2 separate regions of the Anas platyrhynchos genome follow, and region 1 is linked to region 2. The links are chromatin contacts, called in public Hi-C maps. All regions are on one chromosome and are shown on one strand. Each heading gives the region's core, a stretch centred on a gene start, on an enhancer-like site or on the middle of the called end of the contact. The rest is flanking DNA. Distances are from core to core; before and after follow the strand shown. Region 1 overlaps LOC101799835 (probable acyl-CoA dehydrogenase 6). Region 2 overlaps LOC101799835 (probable acyl-CoA dehydrogenase 6).

Region 1 (4,027 bases), core at 982-3,481, 38 kb after region 2:
CAGAAGCTATTTCTCTTTCCACAAGAGCCCTGACCACACCACAATCTGGTGGATGACCTGACTTCCCAGAGGCTCTGGACCAGCTTGGTGCCAACATGCCCTTCACCTTCCCCCATGCACCTTCCTCCCCAGCCACACAGCGATACCCATGCTGTCCAAGCAAAGCATCAGGGATGCACCTTGCATCTCAGCCAAGTAACATTGTGAGATAAAGTCCAGATCTCTGGCATAAGACTACAATACTGCTGCTGGGACCAAAGCTCTGGTCTGCCCAGTAGACAAAGAGTGTAGGAAGCTATGAAACAGTGCTGGCACCAGCTGAGTGAGGAGCTGATGATGAGAAATACAACTGAAATACAATAAGGTAGCCATGGATGGTCTCGCCACCTATAAAGTGTGTAATAGCTTCTGGATTCCTATTAAACTTTGCTCTCTGTGATTCTGTGGGATGAGTTTCACTGGTTATTCATCATATAAAAAGGGGGAAAAAAAAAGAAAAAAACACTAATTCTTTCCAGTAGTCTTATTACTCACGGAACTTCCACTCCACCAAAGGACCCCAGCTCTTGAATGATAAAGGGAGGGTGAAAGTAACAGCCTCATTCATTTCCTCTGACTAGGGAGCAGAAAAAATTCTGACTAAAGTCACCTTCAGAGATTTTTAAACCATTTAATGATGCTATATAAAAAAAAATCAATTATCTGCCCCTGTTATACTCACTCAAGGAAATTTTCCATTAATTCTGCCCTTTGTTTCCCTGTTCAGATGAAGCAAGCAAAGTGAATATGTAAAAGCTGGAGGTTTTGGGGGAGTGCACATTTTCTGCTGGCTTCACATGCCAAAAGAAAGTGCACATAGACAGGTCATAGTGTTTCAAAGGTCCCATGCCAAAAAAGTTCTACCAAAAACATGTCTTCCATCACTGGCACTGAAATGAATATTGATGCACTGTCAGCTGACAACAGTTCATCTAGTCCACCATGAAGGAACTTGAAAGACATCTGCAATAGGCTCTGAAACAATTTTCTTGTATGCTGTCCAAGGTGTTTTCCTACAGTTCTGGGTTTGTTTCCATTAGACAACATGTAACATGAGCTCTGACACAAACAGAAGTAGTGGTTAGGAACACTAAGGAGAAAAAGCCCTTAAATGGTCACTGAAACCAGAAAGCCCACGTACCTTGTTGGTTCAGTTCCCTGCTGTCCCACCGCCCTACCAGCTGTCACCCTACCAGGAAGGTTTTCTACTTGACCTCCACCTAGCAGAGCCATGCAAAAGATGTGCTGGGCAGTGCATGGCTGTGCTCACAGCAGCGTCCCAGGGAAAACCCCTGTCCTTCTCCTTCGTCATCGCGGCTGCTGCTTCCCAGCTCTGGAGACATTTCCCAGCTCAGACAAGACCACAGAGCAGCTTTGTGGTCTTACTGGAAACAATAGTTATTGTTTAGAGACTTCTAAAGTCTCTAATCAATTTTCTCTGAAGAAGTCTCATTAGAGAGTCTCTAATGAGACTTCTTCAGAAGCAGCTCTTCTAGGCTGGAAGAAAGGCAGAAAGGTACCAGCCAAGCACAGCCTCCAGCCAATATTTCTGTCCAGCAAGAAGTACTGTCTTTCCTAACTAGTCTCCCATGTATCTGCTGGAGAGACAACACAGAAGAGACATTAGCAACAAAAGCAGAAAACATTGCAAGATAATAACCTCTGCAAAATAGCTAACCCCAGGGAAGGGCAGAAACAATCCCGGTGTTTGTAAGAACGTTTCCCTAATCCCTGTGTCCTTCCCAGTTGGCCAACAACTCCAGCACTTAAGCAGACACTTTTTAGCAATTCTACACATTTGAAAACTGTTCTTTTATGTTACTGAAAAGAAAAAAAAAGAAAGAAAAAAAAAGAAGATATCTCAAGGGTTTCTTGAGTGGACAGCTGGAAAATTTAAAATAAAAGTTTTAATTCAGCCTTATTTTTCATTTTTTAAATCAATAAACACTTTTCTGTTTTTCAAACACGGTGAAGCTGCATTGCCTCTGGATGACTGTGGCTTTGAAACAGCAACATAAAACCAAATGTGCCTAGAATAAAAATAATAAAAAACATGTTAAACAAATCTTCACACCCTCTTGTGGCCTCTTCCCTTTGTTTTGTCCCAACAACCATTTATCCCTGCCCACTCCTCAACCTCTGCCCCAATAAACTTCTGATGAGTCTCCTCCCAAGGTCTCCAACGAAGTCAGCTGCAAAATAACTGAAATAGCTACTCAGATTTCACAGGCACCACGAGGCAGGGGCAAGGCTGTAATAAACTCTGTCCTGCCCTGCACACATAACCCAGAAGTCCTGCTCAGTGTTCCTTTCACCCCTTAAACATTTATATTGTTCCGCCGAGTCCTGGGATTATGATATTTTCCCATCTTTAGTTTTTATTGTGCACCAGTCCCCTGGGGGGTGGGGGGGTTGCAATGACACTTGATCCAGTTTGCCCTGAAAGTTTGCTGTGTGTATTTCCATTTAGAGATCACTCTCTTGTAAAATAAGTAGGAGACCAGATAAGCACAACCTGCTAATACTATTACACTGAGCTTCTGGCTTAACATATATACAGCATCTGTCCTAAGCAGGACTTAAACTATCAAACAAACAAACAAAAACAAGAAAAAAGTTTCAAAAAAGCACATTTGCTTATATTTGTTTTTTGTCCTGTGATGTGCACCAAAAATAAAATGTGACAAACTCAACAACAAATCAAATCATTTCCTTTTGCTGTTATTCAGGCTTCTGAGAAGAATAGCTATCAGCTTATCATATCTTATCACTGTCCTCTTTATATTGGATTACAGTTTGCAGGAAACATTTGTTATTGTTTTCCTTGGACGTTATAGATTATGGTAGGAAAAACAGCTAAAGTGTGAATACCTTACACCAAGTGCAACTAGTTCACAAACGTGTCCCTCAGGAACCCAAGCAGTGAGACCAGACAATGCATTTAAGCACGTACTTAAACAAGATAGCTTAGAGGATATCTTGTGCTGCACGATCAAAGGTTTGAGAAGTAGCTGGCAGGCCAAGGACATGGTCAGCCCTGAGGCACTGCCAACCCCTCAGTTCCTGGGAAATGTTACTGAGTTAAATTCTGGCACTTACAGCAAATTTCAGCACAATGCTAGGGAATGGGACACCACTTCTTGCAGGGGTGATGCAGGAGAAGCAGAGTCCATGCTACCCATCTGCTGTACCTATGCAGTCCCAAAGCCACAGACAACACCTACACACTGCTCTCAGGTGCTGCAGGGAGATGGTGAGGGCAACAATCACACCTGGGTGGTTTTGAATGCTCATCTACATCTCGTTCTTCATTCAACAGAGGTATAATGTGGCACAATTCCTCTGGAGAGGATAAAAAATGATTAAAAAAATAATAATGTAGGACAGAAAAGTCAATCAGAACTGGTGAGAACTCACTACTAAGCCCACACACTCCTGAGCACTTAAAACACCACACTGATCACTTTGTTTATAGCCCTGAATGAAACAGCGAAAGTCCCAGATAAAACCAAGCTGCCTGAACTGACTTAATTAATATTTCTTTCTTTGAAGTTTTTAGAGGGTTTAAAACAACAAAAAATATCCTTCTCTCTAGATAAAAAAATCAATGTATAAAATGCAACAAACTTTACCGCAACAAATAATACAATTGTATAACAGATACACAATCATGCTTGTCACTACAAAGTACAATTCAGGATGGAGTATTACTTTTCCATACCAGGTACAGGTTATAGCCGAACAGAGCATTCACTCACACATGCCTGAGCCTCCTGCTGTTTCCCCACCCTATTTATCAACTCAAACAATCCTCAAATTGAGAAGCACACAGGAGATAACGAGACACAAGTTCCAATGGCATGAAATCCCTGCTTGCCTCTCCATAAATGAACCAAGCAGTTGTCTTGCACTGGTCAGACTGTCCAGTCAAAAGAACTGGTTTTAAAGTTTTAAAGTTTCACTCATTCCCATTGCCAATGCATCTCCA
Region 2 (4,338 bases), core at 468-2,967:
AAAAACACCAACAAAACTGAATTAGAAGAAAAAAAAGTTCTTTGTTATTACCATGTAGATTCATTGGCAGACATATGAGAGATTTATTTCGATGAGGAGGTCCTTCACTCGTGTTTGCCAGCAGGCACATCCAGTCTGCTTGGCACCCAGATGTTGTCCACATCTTACCACCATTTATGACATATTCATCGCCTTTCTTCACAGCTGTTGTCTTGATATCTATTTCAAAACATAGGAAATGAAGGGTTATTCTTGTGAAGGAAGGATAAGCTGGTCCCTGCATGACTGGCTGAGTCACTCCCTTACTCTCAGACAGTCAACACACCCTTCACTTCATGCCCTCCAAGACCTCTAAGCCTTCCAGGCTGGAAAAGGCAGACTCACCTGGACAACTCTCTTTGAAGACAAGCCAAGGAAAGCAGATCATTTCTCTCACCCTCCTTTAGGTGGAGTCTTCATCCCAGTGGATGAAAGCAGAAAGCTCTCTAAGTAAATTTGGTCGCCAAAAACTCAGGCCAGAAATATTTCAGTCTGAGGTGATCTATTACGCATTTCTGTCACTGTGTACGTTAGTCACTGAGAAGGCCATTAATTTCAGAGACCCAACTTAAACAATCACAAGCCTCAATATCTGTGTATGCATAAGGATATATATACATGCACTTCCTGCATGCTGTAGGTCAGAATGGCGTAATAAATTCAAAGATAGTAAGCTTTTAGAAGGCAAAGTTTAAATCTTAAGGTTGTCTGTACATGGAGTTCTAAACACCTGCTACTTCTACTCCATGGCATAAAAAAAAAATGCTATTTTCATTCATAAGTGTTCACATCACTGCAAGCTGCCCTGGATGCATCAGACAGCAGGAGTGAATCATTAGTTAGTACTTACACTCCAGCAGAATTTCCAAAGAGCTGGCTTTTCTCCCCTGAAATTGAATTTCTTCCACTGAAACCCCAGCTAAGAAGGCTCTCCAACAGATATCTAGCTTTAAGTTGGTGATGGTATGAAAGAACCCAAGCACACCCCCAACAGAACTTACAAATCTAATGAGACTGTAAAGTGCACAACAGCCCACCTACTGAGGGAGGCAGCAGACTTGAAGGGTAGAAGTCAGACACAAAGTGGAGTGGGCAACCAAAATTAAGTCACCTTCATATACACCCACCTCAATCTGCACATGAACCTTCTTCCCAAAGGCTGTAAACTCAAAACAAATCAAAACCATGCCTCTCTGAACCCACCTTCATTTGCAGGATAAACTTAATGGCTACCTGTGGGTGAGGTCAGCATGGCTGAAAGATTTGTTAGTGAAGAAATGGGAAAAATGGTGGGAGAAAATTGTGTGATAGTGTAAGAGAAGGAATTTGCAGATACAGCTATAGATAAATGAACTTACAAGAGTGTAATGATGAACAGTGAGAGATAGTACCAATGTGAATAAAACCAGCAGCAATCTCGCTATTCATTTAATGAAAGGACTATGCCAAATCTGTCCAAAGGACTTGACATGGAATCTGAATAATAATGAAGGTCAATAAAGTGAAGGAATCCAAACTACTGATGCTGTTAATACATGACACAGACTCTGGACAGTCATATACATGGAGACTAAACAATATGCGAAGGACACAAAAGAGCAGGAATAAGAAACATTGCACGACTAGCGTAAAAGGATAGTAGCACACATAGTGATTTACATCACACATCCCTTTGTTATGGTACAGCTACTAAAAAGATTAAATTGAGGTCGCCTGGAAGGTCTGCAGAAGAACGCAGAGTACTACAATGCAATCACAAATATAAACAGTATTTGCAAGCATGGCGTCACAAGAGACTAACTTCCCAAATACAGATTAAAGAACAAATGCCTTACTAATGGGAATGTTCAAGTATTCTCAAGTGTGATGGTTGACAGTTTGCTTCAAGTACTTGAAAAATGGATATTTAAAATCAACTTATGAAGAAGTTAGTATCTTCAACCTTAATTAAGGAAAGACGACCAAGCTAATAAGTAAGTTTTAAATATAAAATATGACAGGCTTTGAAAATTTATTTAACAATTTACTAAAGTCAAGTGGACTCAGTCTCAGTGATACAGCTGTTAAGATCCTTTGTCATATTTGACTATAATTATTCTCCCTGATAGAGCATGGCCCCAGAAAGAGGCTACATTTCCCAGAGTGGGTGCTTTGTAATTCATTTTTGGAAGGCCCACGTACTGGTCTTGTGGTGTCTATATCTCAACAGCTTACAAAGTATGCTGTGGAGGTCCCTTCTAGGAAAGACAACGAGGTACTTGACATCATTGAAAGGCATCTGAAGCAGCTAGTGCCAAATAAACAACCAGAGCTGGTTTTTCACCATTCAAATCATACCATATTTGAGAATCAAGTTTTCTTCTCCAGTGTGCTGTTGACTCTAGCCATGCATCTAAATAGATTTGACAAAAGGCAAGGTTGGCTTCAACTCTGAAGGTCAAACTTGTGATCACAGACAGGCAACACATATCCTTTATGTCAAAAATTAAAACATATATCTGGAATTTACATCATCAGCACAGAAAAAAAAAAGGAAAAAAAAATGCACAAAATAGCTTCAAGTCTAACTGAATGAATAATTGCTTCAAAAAACAGGGAAGTAAGGAGATTAATCATCAAAGTAAGCTACAGTTTGGAGGTCAGAAGGTAAGAACTGCCATAGGTCAAACTGAGATAAATCTTGCGGATGAAAAACAACAAAATCCAAAAAGATTAAGGCAGTAAACAAAGAAGTTTCAGCTACAGAAAGAAAAAGAGAATGAGAAATAGCATAAGGCATGTTGAGGATGCCTCAAAACTAAAGAAATATTTCACATGCAATTACAAAAAAGATTTCCAATATAGCTGATAAAGGAAGACATCTACAGGAAGGACAGTACAAAATTAAAATTAGTGAAAACAGATGTTGTTGGTCATAGTAATCTTCACAGTCTCAGAATACATTTGGAAACAAAAAAGAATTCAATTTACAGGTGATACCTTATTTCAAACCAACCTGAGACAATTATTTTGAAAGTGGATTTTCTAGAGAAAATTTGAAAAGAAAATAGGTCCTGTTGGACCCAAGCAAACTAAAATATTATGTTATTAGGCAACTATGAGTTAGATTTTATGTAAAGCTGAAAATTAGGACAAAAGTGGAAATGTAGGTAAGGAAATAGGCAAAGGGGAAATTACATCAGGTTGCATTAAAGGAGGAAGTGCTGACGTGCAGGGAGGGCATTACTGGACCTTGGATATCAGCCTTTGGATGAAACCTATTGCATATTCCTTTAATGATCTTTAGAAGAAGAGCAGGAATATACCAACAAAATTTGCTGGTATCACAAACCTGGGAGACTTCACCAACACAGACAACTGAGGTATCAGGCAGAAAGAAAGGAACGATTATGAGTTTTCAAAGTCAACATGGCAAGTACAAGCACTTAGGCACAAGTAATAAGAATTACTGCTGCATCTTAAAATATTTCTAGTTTAAAGTCTAGTTTAAAGCTAGGCCTACCTGGAGATGATGATCCTTGAGACATGCAAAGCAGTGCTAGTGAGAAGATAAGCTAGCGCTCCTCAGACCTAAATGGCCCCTTTAGTGGCACTTTAGAAGCAGTGCATGCTGGTTTCTGGATTTGTACCAATGATCAGATGTTCTATGACAGCTAAAAAGCATAATATTTTCATCCTGCTGTCTGTATCACTGTGGCACTGACAGTCTGGGTTCATCATATAAATCCTAGTCCATTCCAAATTTTTCTTTAACTGTATTAATCCAAGTGTTTCATGCCAATTAAGCTAGATGATAAGCAACATGCAACTGAAATAATATTTATGTTACTTATTATCTGGAACACTACATCCAAACATTACAATCATATTTGGAAAGTTTTGATAATCAGGTAATTAAACTAGAGAGACATTAGCTCAAATAAATGATGTGTTTCCTACATCAGAAAACGTCAAACTTCAGATTACTTTAATTGAAAACAAGTCTATAAAAATGAGGGAATTTTCTTATGAACAAAATCAGTTAACTAGAAAGAAAAACAATACTGAATTGTGCAAGAAGATTTAGTCCCTGTATTTCATTATCCCTGTTAACTCCCTTGAAAAGTGCTTGCTGCACCTTTGGTGAATAATACTGAATAATTATCTATTTGTCTTGAGAAAGAAACATGAGTTTGATCGAGGAAATGGACATAGGAATCAGTTTTGTTGATCACTCAGTGATTTTGTCTGCAGGAAAAAGACTTGTCTACAATTTGTAAGCACATGGTGTGTTCAGCTTAGCCATCCTGCTTCCAAACA

What was found. A called contact is a pair of places that touch in the nucleus more often than the background predicts.
Region 1: a Hi-C map of F5 follicle shows a contact between it and region 2, with 2.0 times the contacts expected there. The contact joins two enhancer-like sites. A contact is called at or near these places in 2 of 8 Hi-C or Micro-C datasets (F5 follicle and small yellow follicle).

What each region holds. Positions count from the first base shown.
Region 1 is chr2:134,493,295-134,497,321 of IASCAAS_PekinDuck_T2T, forward strand. The region is part of intron 2 of LOC101799835 (probable acyl-CoA dehydrogenase 6); the gene reads right to left. Among named protein-coding and RNA genes, the nearest start is that of TFPI2, 33 kb to the right of the region's middle. Within about 2 kb of position 2,232, at least 5 of the 8 cell types and tissues checked have an H3K27ac peak or open chromatin away from gene starts, as enhancers often do. A contact at or near this core is called in F5 follicle and small yellow follicle, where this site is marked.
Region 2 is chr2:134,455,779-134,460,116 of IASCAAS_PekinDuck_T2T, forward strand. It overlaps LOC101799835 (probable acyl-CoA dehydrogenase 6), which reads right to left. Exons shown (of 9, transcript XM_027450794.3): 5 at 52-219. Among named protein-coding and RNA genes, the nearest start is that of BET1, 30 kb to the left of the region's middle. Within about 2 kb of position 1,718, at least 5 of the 8 cell types and tissues checked have an H3K27ac peak or open chromatin away from gene starts, as enhancers often do. A contact at or near this core is called in F5 follicle and small yellow follicle, where this site is marked.